Regions from separate parts of the Mus musculus genome. Here region 1 is linked to region 2. A link is a contact called in public HiChIP or PLAC-seq data. All regions are on one chromosome and are shown on one strand. Each heading gives the region's core, a stretch centred on a gene start, on an enhancer-like site or on the middle of the called end of the contact. The rest is flanking DNA. Distances are from core to core; before and after follow the strand shown. Region 1 overlaps Usp48 (ubiquitin specific peptidase 48). Region 2 has its middle 13 kb from the start of Gm52681.

Region 1 (6,094 bases), core at 1,580-4,079, 240 kb before region 2:
AGAGTAGGTGTGAGCAGCTAGGAAGGAACCAATGGAGGAGGGAACACAACGTCAGGGAGGACCGTGGGGAAGGGAATTACTGAGAATTAAGCAAGAGTGGCAAAGGGAAGAAAACCACTAATGTCCACGCTAACCACACTAGTTAACTTACAAAGGGAAGCTTGGGACAGTAAATCTGAACTGGAGGATCAGTCAGTAATCACATCAAGCACAAGGGGACTCGCCAACCCACGCCAAGTCCACGATGTCCAATTAGACCTCTGTGTGCTGCCTGAACCTTTCTACTGGGAGACACACACCAGGGATGTCGCTTTCTCCAGGCACCACCCACCAACCCAGAGCAGCAGAATGGCAGGATTAATTACATGTTATCTTTGCCTGGCAATATCCCAGGAGACAAAAAGAGTAATCCCGACTATCAGTTCAGGGAGATGCTTAATGGCAAAAAGAAAAAATGTGGTGCTGGGTGGACGGGAGAGACAAGGGACAATCTGTAAGCACCCTGTGGACACTAGGTTGCTGGCATGGTGTCTTCCCTTTTGGGTGGTTCATGAAGATGTTCACTTCTATAGTATGCAAACCACATTTCCATTTTGAACTTTAAAAGGAGACGGGGCAGGGTCCGGTGAGATCTGTAAAATTTAAGTGTGCTAACTCTTACAAATGAAAGTAACTTCTTGTCAAAAAGCTGCTGTTCAGAGACTGCAAACAGGGATTCAAGGAACACTCTGCACGTGGAGAGAGCAGGCCTCGGTTCCCTCTCAAGCTAACAGTCACAGCTTGGTCACAACAGTACCTTTGTGCTCCACGTAAGGCTCCATATCTAGACTCTCTGAGAAGCCGATGTATGCATTGAGCTTCTTCTTGTGTCCAGTTTGCCTGCCATGAAGAAGATACAGTCAAACCATCGGGAGCCTGTGCACATGCTGCCAGATCCTTGACAGGCTCCACAGCAGCCTGATTCCAACCAGAAGTCTATTAGCACACACAGGCAAAGGCTGAGCCCCTCTGCAAAGTTCTGACACCTAATGATTCATTGCCAAAGCATAGACTGCGTGCCCAAGTGCAGAGCCACCTCAGTTACACGATGAAAGATGCACTCCCATGAAGAGCTACCTCAGTTATATGATGAAAGATGCACTCCCATGAAGAGGAGAATTTTATCTGTACACAATCATCCAGAAATATCAAGGCAATTCAGGTCCTTATGGTTTTTCATTACAAAGCTAAAAATTAACAGTGCTTACAAACACATATTCTCTGTACATCTATCTCCAGCTCCTATCTGGATACAACTGGCCTCTAAAGAATTTACTGTACCACTTCAAACGGGATGCATCATTTGAAGACTTAGGGTTTCTGGATGAACTCTGGTATTGCTATTCGTATCATATTCTGTAAACTCTTCCTCCCTCACCTGGCAATTGGTTTAATAAAAAGCTAACAGCCAAAAGCTGGACAGGAAAGGGAAGGCAAGACCTTTCCAGGCTGAGAGAGGGTCTCTGGGAGAATAGTGAGAAGGTTCACCAGTGGGACATGGAAGAGGTTGGCTGTGTGACGTGATGTGCACTATGTGGTCAGGCACGCTGGATGAGCCGAGACCTAAGGTACAGTATAGTAGTAAGTCTCTGTGTCATTATTCATCTGCTGGTGGGCCCAACAAAGGCCAGCAACTCGCCATCATGAAATATACTTGGAAGAACCAAGGCTCCATGTGAGCCGTCCTACCGTGGTCTTTGCCCACTGCCTGCACAGACTCACCTGTCAAACACGAAACGCATCAGCTGCAAGTTCAGAGTGCAAGGGAGGCTCAGAAGCCGGATTTTCCGTGTAGCATTCTGTTTGCTCTGACAGTTTTCACAGAAGTATCGATTGTCTCCTTCTAATCGTTCTTCCTGGTTAGGGATTAGGAAGTAAAGCACAGCTCTGTGAGCTAGCAGCTTCCATCCAACGGGGAACGCCACCACCCTCCTCCTCCTCCCACCCACCCTCTGCAGCTTCCATCCAACGGGGAACGCCGCCATCATCCTCCTCCCCCTCCCCCCCACACCCGCCCTCTGCAGCTTCCCCAGCCAGCTGTTGCTTCTCCCTAATTATGTCAGAGGTCAGGACAAGAAAAGTAGCTCGAGTCCTTCCCTCCTTCCTCATTTCTCCCACTTCAAGTAAGACAGATTTAACACCAACGTGTGTGTGCGTGTGTGCGTGCGCGCGCGCTGCTGACATTCAACATGCTAAGCAAACTCTGCTACGGAGCTACAGGTCAAACCAAACTCTTTATGCAACATAAACAGTCTCTCCCTAAAGTAGCTGAAGCTGGCTTTGAACTCCTGACTCTCCTGTCCACCTCAGGTCTGTCCTCACCTCACGGTTCTTCTCAACCTTACCCTTCTCAGTCTCCTTCCATCTTAGCAAAGACATTCTTCCAACTCATCAGGCCACAAAACCTAAAAGCCCTTGACTCTACCCTGAAATTAGTAAAGCCAGGCAGCCAGCCAGCCCTCCTCAACCCTTCAGTTAAGCCCCAGTCCTGGCAGCCCCACCCTTCAGCAACGTGCAGTCATCCTTTGAGAACATGCCACCCGCCCGTGACCACAACTATGATGGCCCAAGTCTCACTTGATGGACAAGTCAGACTTCTAACCGGGCCTCTCAACTACAACTACTGTTTTCTGTCACTCGTCATGTGCTCAAGCACTATCACACACACACACACACACACACACACACACACACACACACAGAGCTTCCTGTCCTCAAACCACAGGTCCCACCTCCGCCTGGCCTTCTGTGACTCGGATGCTCAGAAACACCCTTCTCCTGCTTTCCTGTGAAGCACAGAGGCCTGCAGCCAGCCCTGCCCTGCCCTGCATTATTCTTCTCTACAGCACCTGGATGACCACACCACAGTCTATTTTGTGCATTTAGTGAGCCACTGGTAGCCATGGCATTGCACTGCAACCTGTGCTGCTCTGGCCAATACCGTCAGCGCAACTGCCACCGTGCTTAATACAACACTAAGAATACAACACTAAGTGAACACTCAGGACGTCTTTAGATGGATAAACTCAATGTGATTAATGGCTTCCGACTGCTAATGTGTACAAGAGAGAATGCAAACTCAACACTGTTTAAAAGACAGGAAGTTGTGTGCTCCAAGCTCGTCTATCACACTCGTCAGAGCAACTCCACTGATGGGAGCTCTCAGAATATAGAAAAAGCAGAAACATGGAGGGAGGGGCATGTGCTGCCTATAACCAAGCACACACACCTTTACACACAAACTAGCACACAGTGCTCTAAACTTAAGTTAAGGTGCAGACTACTTGGTACTTTATAGCTCCTTTTGGACCTTTACAAAAACAGATATTGCTTATTTGACAAACTCTCTAATAACGGATGTGCCCATGAATCAAAATGCCACCCAAAATGGAACAGAGCCATCAGCGAGCAGAAACCATGCATGCCGACATGTAAGTACCTTCAGGAACTCTGAGATGCAGTCTGTTAACTGCTTGTGGCCTTGGATGTTTAACTCCAGTTCATAGAACTTCGATACAAGCTTAGACTCTCGGCCACACTGATTGCACCTACAATGAACCAATGAACACTGAGATGAGAGTGAGAAGAGCAGCTTATGTCTCTGCAGCACACACCCTACACCCGCAGTTCTCTACCTAGGCGCTCACATGCTAAACAGCCTGCATGGCAGATATTTACATTACGATTCATGACAGCAGCAAAGTCACAATCACAAAGCAGCAATGACATAATTTTATGGTTGGGGTCACCAGGACATAAGGAGCTGCATAGAAGAGTCGAAACATTAGGATGGTTGAGAACCACTACTCGAGCCAGGCATTGGTGGCCCACGCCTTTAATCCCAGCACTTGGGAGACAGAGGCAGGTGGATTTCTGAGTTCGAGGCCAGCCTGGTTTACAGAGTGAGTTCCAGGACAGCCAGGGCTACACAGAGAAACCCTATCTTGAAAAAACCAAGAAAAAAAAGAGAACCACTGCTCTAGACAGAGGAGAGGGAGTGCTTATAATGTTCATTATTCTGTTAGAGAAATTGTAGCACATAAATTACCTGCAAAATAAAAATAGAACCAGACTAGGGATCAGTCTCTCTTGGACTAGAGCCTCCCCGAGCAATGTCCAGCATGCTTTAGTCTGCCAGGCAGTTCCAACCTCACATCTCAGCCCACACTACACAGCCTCACAGTCTTCAGCCAGTTTCCAATACCCGCAGCACTCAACTGCAATAGGCCAGGTAGCTGCTTCAACATGTTCCCATGGAAATATACTGCTATAAATACCTCGGGTGCAGTGATAACCCACCACTGTGATAACCTGAGACTGAGATGAAGGGTAATTAATGGCAGGAGAGCTGCAGTAGACTCACACAGTCACATAGGCATATTCTCCACAGAACTGCTGCTGCACAACATTCCGAACATCCGGGTTCTTCTGTTTAGACAAAGTGTCTTCCAACAGCGACATAAAGAGCTTGGAAAACTCTTGTGCATCCTACAGTTTAAATTAATGAAAAGAAAAAACAGTTGTATCTTGCTTCCCAGCTCACAAATCAGTTTTAAGAAATAGTTTACAAGCCGGGCGTGGTGGCGCATGCCTTTAATCCCAGGCAGAGGCAGGCAGATTTCTGAGTTCGAGGCCAGCCTGGTCTACAAAGCGAGCTCCAGGACAGCCAGGGCTAGACAGAGAAACCCTGTCTCGAAAAACCAAAAAAAAAAAAAAAAAAAAGAAAAAAAAAAAAGAAAAAAAAGAAAAGAAATAGTTTACAGGCCGGGCAGCAGTGGCACATGCCTTTGAATCCCAGCATTCGGGATGCAGAGGCAGGCGGATTTCTGAGTTAGAGGCCAACCTGATCTACAGAGTGAGTTCCAGGACAGCCAGGGCTACACAGAGAAACCCTGTCTCCAAAAGCAAACAAACAAACAAAAAACAAAACAAAACAAACAAACAAACAAAAAGAAATAGTTTACAGAGCTGCAGATGGCTCCATGGTTAAGAGCACTGACTGCTCTTCCAGAGGTCCTGAGTTCAATTCCCAGCAACCACATGGTGGCTCACAACCATCTGTAATGGGGTCTGATACCCTCTTCTGGGTCTGAAGAGAGCAATGGTGTACTCATATACACACATACATAAATAAATTTTTTGAAAAGGAAAGAAGAGAGGGGGTAAAGAGTACAGTCTAGCTGGAGAGATGGCTCAGCAGCCAGGCTCGTGCTACCCTTCTGCAGGGCAACCACACACACACACACACACACACACACACACACACACACACACACACACACACTGCTGCCCATTCCCAGCACCCACATAAGGAGCTCACAGCCACCTGTCTCTCCAGTTCCAAAGGACCCAACACCCTCCTCTGGCCTCCATGACCACCTAAGAACACATGACATGCACACTATACATTAAAACAAAAGTAGCAAGCATAATAAGGTACACACTGGTCAGCAAATAAAGGCACTAAAATCCAAAGTAGAATTTCCTTTACAAAGATTATCAGCGTGTTCTGATACTAAGTATACCAGGCTGGCCTCAAACTCAGAGATCTTCCTGCCTCTGCCTCCCAAGTACTGGGATCAAAGGTGTCTGCCACCACACCAGGTCAAACTTTACACTTCGACAAGCACGCTGCTTCATCTTCCCTAGAAGGGCTCTAAGGAGCCCATGAGCACCTGAGAAGATGAGGAGTGGGGGTGGGGCGACCCCAGGCCTGAGGCTGTTCTCACCTGCTGCTGCCCAGTATCTAAGCCCAAGGCTTTAACAAATCCTGAAGGATCGATGTATCGTCTGTTACTGTTTTGCAACAAAGCAAACAAGTACTGAAGATGCTCACAAATTGTCTGAGGCTCATAATCTATTAAAAGAAAAAAGCATGTTGCATTTAAAAACAAAACACAAAAACAAACTACCTACTTCCAGCCAAGCATGGTGGTACATGCCCATAATGAACTTTGTGGTTGTTGGGAATTGAACTCAGGACCTCTGGTAGAGCAGTTAGTGCTCTTAACTTCTGAGCCATCTCTCCAGCCCCAAAATGCTGTATTTTTATTTT
Region 2 (6,172 bases), core at 1,572-4,071:
ACACACACACACATCTTTTTGTTTTGTTTTTTGAGACACTTTCTGTATGTAGATATGACTGTTCTGGAACTTCCTCTGTAGCTCAAGCTGGCCTCGAACTCAGAGATCCACCACTTGCCTCTACCTCTGCCTCTGAGTACTGGGATCAAAAGTGTGTGCCACAATTTCTGGCTTTGATTTTCATACTTCTATCCATGTGGGGTGGTTTTTTGTTTTGTTAGGTTTTTTTTTTTTCCCTTAACCTAGTGTTAAACTTAGCATAGTAGGAGGGAGAAATGGGTACAAGTTGCTAGCAAGGCCAGGATTCTTAAGGGAGGCACAGTGGCAAATGTGCCTCTCTTTAATGAGACCCTGGCTACAAACAAACTAACAAAAAGGTCATCGTTCGTCTTCCTTTGCACTTTAAAAACCTCCAGCTCTCAGCCAGGATTAACACATTTTCTCAACTGCCTCTAATGATTCAGCAAGCAGCGAAATAAAAATAGACTTTGTGGTGGCTTTATGAATAAACCCCATCAGGCCGGGGTACAGATCCAAGAGAGGAGGGTGGCTCAGCAGCCCTTCTGGTCTGCTCTTGTTGACCTCCACTTTGCTCTGCTCTGTGCTCTGTGCTTTGGAATCTGAAATGCATCCCCCACCCCCCGCCCTACCCCTACCCCTGCCCCAGTTCTAGGATGGAGACTCAAGAAATAAGAGCAGTCCAGATGGTCAAATGAGGTCATGGCCAAATGACAAGGTGGCTGAAGAGTCAGAAGTCGTCCTGATGCTGGCTTCCCAGGTCCAGGTTCTACCCGAGAGCCTTGACGAAGACTGTTGAGGATTTTGAGACCATGACAAGGAAGTCATACCCGCACCCCCCACCCCCCCCCACCCCCCCGGTCCCAAAATCCACATCTCCCATCCTCAGGATGGTCTACTGTGGTTCTGCAGCCGGGCCTGGGACTGTCCTTAGTGATCTCCTGTAATCTGCTGAACAGTGGCTGAGACCCGACAGCAAGGGAAGAGATGGTGGAAATGCTGGCACAGAGGCGTCTCTAAGCTGCTGCCTCAGTGCTCAGAGCTCAGGTGTCCAAGATGTTGCCCTGGAGTCAGAATCTCTGACAAACGCTTGTTTCAGCTTGCCGTGCCTCTGCTCCAGAGAGGTACACCAAAGGCTCCCTTTGACGCAAGATCCTACCGTGGCTATGAGAAATCTGAGCCGCTGTCTTCTTGGAGCTTGGCTTTGAAGGTTGCGATAAACATTCCCCAGGCTGTGACTGTGTGGCTGGGCTGCTTTCTTAGCTAAGGAAACTTGGGACTGAATGCTGAGAGTCCCTTTGTCCTCTTGTTGGGACAGTGAGCCCGCTGCTTGTCCTGGGTGTTTGCTGCTTGTTTCTCCAGCTGACTCCTGTTAACTTGGAGCTCATGATTTTCTGTTTTTGGTATGAACGGAACCTTCTGTAACCATTAGTAGCTCATTTCCAGTGCCCTGGAAATATTAAGACCTTACTCCCACCTCACCCTGGAAATATTAAGACCTTACTCCCACCTCACCCTGTGTGTGTGTGTGTGTCTGTGTGTCTGTGTGTCTGTGTGTGTGTGTGTGTGTCTGTGTGTGTGTGTGTGTCTGTGTGTGTGTCTGTGTGTGTGTGTGTCTGTGTGTGTGTGTCTGTGTGTGTGTGTGTCTGTGTGTGTGTCTGTGTGTGTATGTGTGTGTCTGTGTGTGTGTGTGTCTGTGTGTGTCTGTGTGTGTGTGTCTGTGTGTGTGTGTGTCTGTGTGTGTCTGTGTGTGTGTGTGTGTCTGTGTGTGTGTATGTGTCTGTGTGTGTGTGTGTCTGTGTGTGTGTATGTGTCTGTGTGTGTGTGTCTGTGTGTGTGTATGTGTGTGTGTGTGTCTGTGTCTGTGTGTGTCTGTGTGTGTCTGTGTGTCTGTGTGTGTGCGTCTGTGTGTGTGTGTGTCTGTGTGTGTGTGTGTCTGTGTGTGTGTGTCTGTGTGTGTGTGTCTGTGTGTCTATGTGTGTGTCTGTGTCTGTGTGTGTGTGTCTGTGTGTGTGTGTGTGTCTGTGTGTGTGTGTGTCTGTGTGTGTGTGTGTGTGTGTGTGTGTCTGTGTGTGTGTGTCTGTGTGTGTGTCTGTGTGTGTGTGTGTCTGTGTGTGTGTGTCTGTGTGTCTGTGTGTGTGTGTGTGTCTGTGTGTGTGTGTGTATGTGTGTGTCTGTGTGTGTGTGTGTGTGTGTGTTTGAAAAGGTCTCATTATGCAACCCTACCTGTTCTAGAATACCTAATGTAAAGTAGGCTAACCTCAAACTTGCAGGAATCCTCCTGCCTCGGCCTCCCAAGTAAAGTTTGGCCCTTTACAAACAGTATCATAATGGATACTGGTGGCTCATACACAGGAAATCCCAATTCTATAGAGGCAGAGACAGGCAACTTCAAGGTCAAGTAGGGCTAACTGAAAACCCCTGACTCAAGCAAAACAAAACAGAAACTGTCCCGTGGCAACAGATCAGTTTAGTTCTTAGGAATCTTGCCTTTGAGGAAAGAGGGTGAACACTCAGGAAACAGGAGCCCTGGCTTCCCTGGTGGCTGAGCTCTAACTGCCCAACAGGATCAGTCCCGGCCTTAGATTTTAAAACTAGGAGCAGTTAAGTTTCTCTGAGTGAGAAGGGCAGAAAGCAGGGTCACCAGAGGTGAGCCAGCCTAGGTAGCGCCATGTCACATTTGCTCTTGTTACATTTCCAATCCCTTTGTTCTGCTTGTCTTCCTGTGCGGGACTTGCTCTGAAGCCTGCTTGCCTGTCCTGCCCTGCCCTGCCCTGCCCTGCCCACAATGCAGATCAGCCTTGTCTTCCTGTCTTCTGTCTGGTCAGCAGCCGACACAGCCGTGGCTGTGGCCGGCAGAGTGGACAGTAGCTACTTCCTCACTCTAGAGAAACCTTTCTGCCCTGGTGGCCACCATGACTTTTGGGCCTGAAGATCTGCTGCAAGCCTGGCTTCACTTGAGGCTGGCTTTCTGCTTGGGCGTGGAGTAGCACTCATCTTGCTGATGTCTGTGCAAGACTCCTGTGTTTCTGGGACTTGTCTAGGCGCTAGAATATAGACACATGGTGACTTGGTTTCTGTTCCTGTGGCTACAATCAAAGTCTCTGATGTAAGCAACTTAGGAGGGCCTGCGAGATAGCTCATCGGTACCAAGCCCGATGGCCTGGACTCTCGGGATGGAAAGAGAGAGGTGAGCAACATGGTACAAATGCACACTCATATGAATAAGTTAATAAATGTAATAAAAACCTTAATGGCAACTTAAGAGAAAAGATTTGTTCTAGCTTTCTATTCAGAGTACAGCCCATTATGGTGGGGAAGTCAAGGTTGAAGCAGCTGGTCCCGTCAAAACCGCCACCAGGAAACCCAGCAGGATAAATGCACACTGCCGCTCAGCTCGCTCTCTCTTACACAGTCCAGGATCCCCCTACACAGACAGCATCCGGCCCACAGTTAAGGTGAATCTTCCCACACTAATTAACCTGATCAAGATAATCCCCTACAGAAATCCCTTGATCTAGATGCGCCCTCCCTCATCGCTATGCCAAGAATTCCAGATTCTGTCAAGTATACAATGAAACACCACCACATAAAATAACGCCCCGTTTTAAGGGAATAAGTAGTCTTTGAGGAGAGATATTGTGTGAAAATTTCCTCTTCCTCCTCCTTTACTAAGACTTAAATTAAAAAAAAAAAGATTTATTTATTTATTATATGTGAGACACTCCAGAAGAGGGGGTCAGATCTCCTTATGGATGGTTGTGAGCCACCATGTGGTTGCTGGGATTTGAACTCCGGACCTTCGGAAGAGCATTCGGGTGCTCTTACCCGCTGAGCCATCTCTCCAGCCCTTGTCTTAAATTTTGAGGCAGTTTCATGGAGCCCAGTCTAGCCTAGAAATCACCATGCAGCCAAGGATGACCTTACACCGCTGATCCTCCCAAGTGCTAGGATTTCAGGGGTGGGCCATCACCCCAACAGGTTTCTTGTTTTTAAACAAATCTTTTTAAAAAGGGGGTGGGGAGGGCATAGCCAAGTTGGGAAGTGACATAGCGATATCCTAGTGGATCTCCAGTGGATCACAGGATCACGTCCACTTCTTGGGCAAAGGCATGGGAGCGCAGGGGCTTCACACTTGGAACAGTGCCTTTGCTAGCTCCAGATTAACCTTCCGGTTGGTTGGTTAAGTCAAGGTCTCATTTTACAGCCCAGGTCAGCCTGGAACTTGGTACAGAGGCAAGAGTGACCTTGAATTTCTGAATTTTCTTATCTCTGCCTCTGGAGTGCGGGAATTACAGGCACGCCTTGCCTCACCACACTGCATTTACACAGTGCTAGATATCGAAACCAGGAGTTCGTGTTGTTGAGCAAGCGCTCACAGCCGAGTTACGGCCCCGGCCTTCAGAGATTTTTATGGTCAGGCCACTGCCGTTCCTTTTCTTTCCTTTACGGAAATTTGGGGGAGGGCATTGTGGACAGAGTCTTACTCCGAAGCACAGGCTGGCTTGAACTCATCTTCCTGCCTCTGCCTCCCTAGTGTTATGATTACGATGGACCTTGGGGACCTAGGAGGCGCAGACAGCAGCGGGATGAGTTCCTCCCACTCCCAAGCAGAAAGCCAGCTTGAAGGAAGCCAAGCTTGCAGGGGATCTTCAGGTCCAAAAGTCATGGCAGCCAGCGGGGCAGAAAGGCTTCTCTAGAGTGGGTTGTGCTGGGGAATATGTTTCCAACCCCAGCACTGTTGGCATTTTGGAAAAGGTTTGATTGGTATGGGGGTTTGTCCTGTGCTTGGGAGCGTGTACAGTGCATCCTTCACCCATACCCATCACATGCTAATAACATCCTTCCACACATAACAACCTATCATGTCTCCAGTGTTGTCAACTTTGGGCTGGGGATATGACTCATATAAAGTCACCCCTGGATGGGGCTAAGAGGGTGACTCAGCTGTGAAGTCCTTGTCAGGCAATCATGAGAATTGGAGCTTAGATTCCACAGCCCATGTAAATGCCAGGTGGGCATGGGAGCCTGCTTGTAATTCCAGTCTCATAAGGCAGAGACCACAGGCAGCAGAGACAAGCCTTATTGGTGAGCTCTGGGTTTGAGGGAGAGACCCTACCTGGATCAATAAGATGGGAGAGCCCTGGATGGTGATTCCTGACATCAACCCTCCCAAGACAACATGCACACATACACATGTGTATGTGCATCCACCCACATGCAAAAACATGCATCTATGAACACCTGAACACCACACAAACACTCATGAAAAGAAAAATACTGGTTAAGAACTTCTGGCTTAGTGGAGAGAAAATTCAAAATGGACACTGGAGGGGATGATGGAGGATAGCTAGATCTCAGATTTGGTGTATGTGCGCGTGTGTGCGTGTGCGTGTGCGTGTGCGTGTGTGTGTGTGTGTGTGTGTGTGTGTGTGTGTGTGTGTGTGTGTTATTAGGGACTGAAGTTAGGGCTCCTGAATTCTAGGTAAGACTTCTTCTGATGCTGAGCCATACCCCAACCCAAAGTTCATTTTTGTTTTGTTTTGTTTTGTTTTGTTTTGTTTTCAAGACAGGGTTTCTCTGTATAGCCCTGGCTGTCCTGGAACTCACTTTATAGACCAGGCTGGCCTCAAACTCAGAAATCTGCCTGCCTCTGCCTCCCGAGTGCTGGAATTAAAGGTGTGCGCCACCATGCCCGGCGATTTCATTTTTAATTTGTTGGTGGTGGTGTTTTTTGTTTTTTTCTGAGACAGGGACCACTATGTAGACCAGGCTAGCTCTGAACTCAGAGATCTGCCTCCTTTTCCTAGAGAGTGCTGGGATTAGAGGTGTGTGCCACAGAACCAAAGCAGAGCTTGCTTTTTTAAAAAGAGGAAATAGATTTGAGTCAAGCGTGGTGGTAATGCATACATATATAATCTCAGGATTTGGGAGGCCCAGGCAGGAGAATCGTTTAATTGGGGCCTTGCTTACAGCTTTAGAGAGTTAGGCAGGTGGACAGGCATGGTGGAAGAGAAGTAAGGGAGAGCTACATTCCTGATCCACAGGCATTAGGCAGAGAAAGAAACCTACAGCCACCCCCAGTGACACACTTCCTCCAACAACTTGCTGGGGGGTGCTTTCCTGCGCATAGGTGGATACCAGGTCCCCGCTG

Evidence for each region. HiChIP or PLAC-seq counts read pairs in DNA pulled down with a chosen protein or histone mark.
Region 1: a contact with region 2 is called in an H3K4me3 HiChIP or PLAC-seq map of bone marrow-derived macrophages, with 3 times the contacts expected there. The contact joins two enhancer-like sites. A contact is called at or near these places in 1 of 484 Hi-C or Micro-C datasets (natural killer cells), 4 of 115 datasets of contacts at active chromatin or transcription factors (bone marrow-derived macrophages, embryonic stem cells, memory CD8 T cells and 1 more) and 1 of 9 other capture datasets (pancreatic islet).

What each region holds. Positions count from the first base shown.
Region 1 is chr4:137,606,491-137,612,584 of GRCm38.p6, reverse strand. Usp48 (ubiquitin specific peptidase 48) reads right to left here. Exons shown (of 27, transcript NM_001355588.1): 4 at 5,769-5,896; 5 at 4,403-4,527; 6 at 3,479-3,587; 7 at 1,762-1,895; 8 at 797-879. Among named protein-coding and RNA genes, the nearest start is that of Usp48, 15 kb to the right of the region's middle. Within about 2 kb of position 2,829, at least 89 of the 459 cell types and tissues checked have an H3K27ac peak or open chromatin away from gene starts, as enhancers often do. A contact at or near this core is called in bone marrow-derived macrophages, where this site is marked.
Region 2 is chr4:137,370,575-137,376,746 of GRCm38.p6, reverse strand. No RefSeq gene overlaps it. Among named protein-coding and RNA genes, the nearest start is that of Gm52681, 13 kb to the left of the region's middle. Within about 2 kb of position 2,821, at least 81 of the 459 cell types and tissues checked have an H3K27ac peak or open chromatin away from gene starts, as enhancers often do. A contact at or near this core is called in bone marrow-derived macrophages, where this site is marked.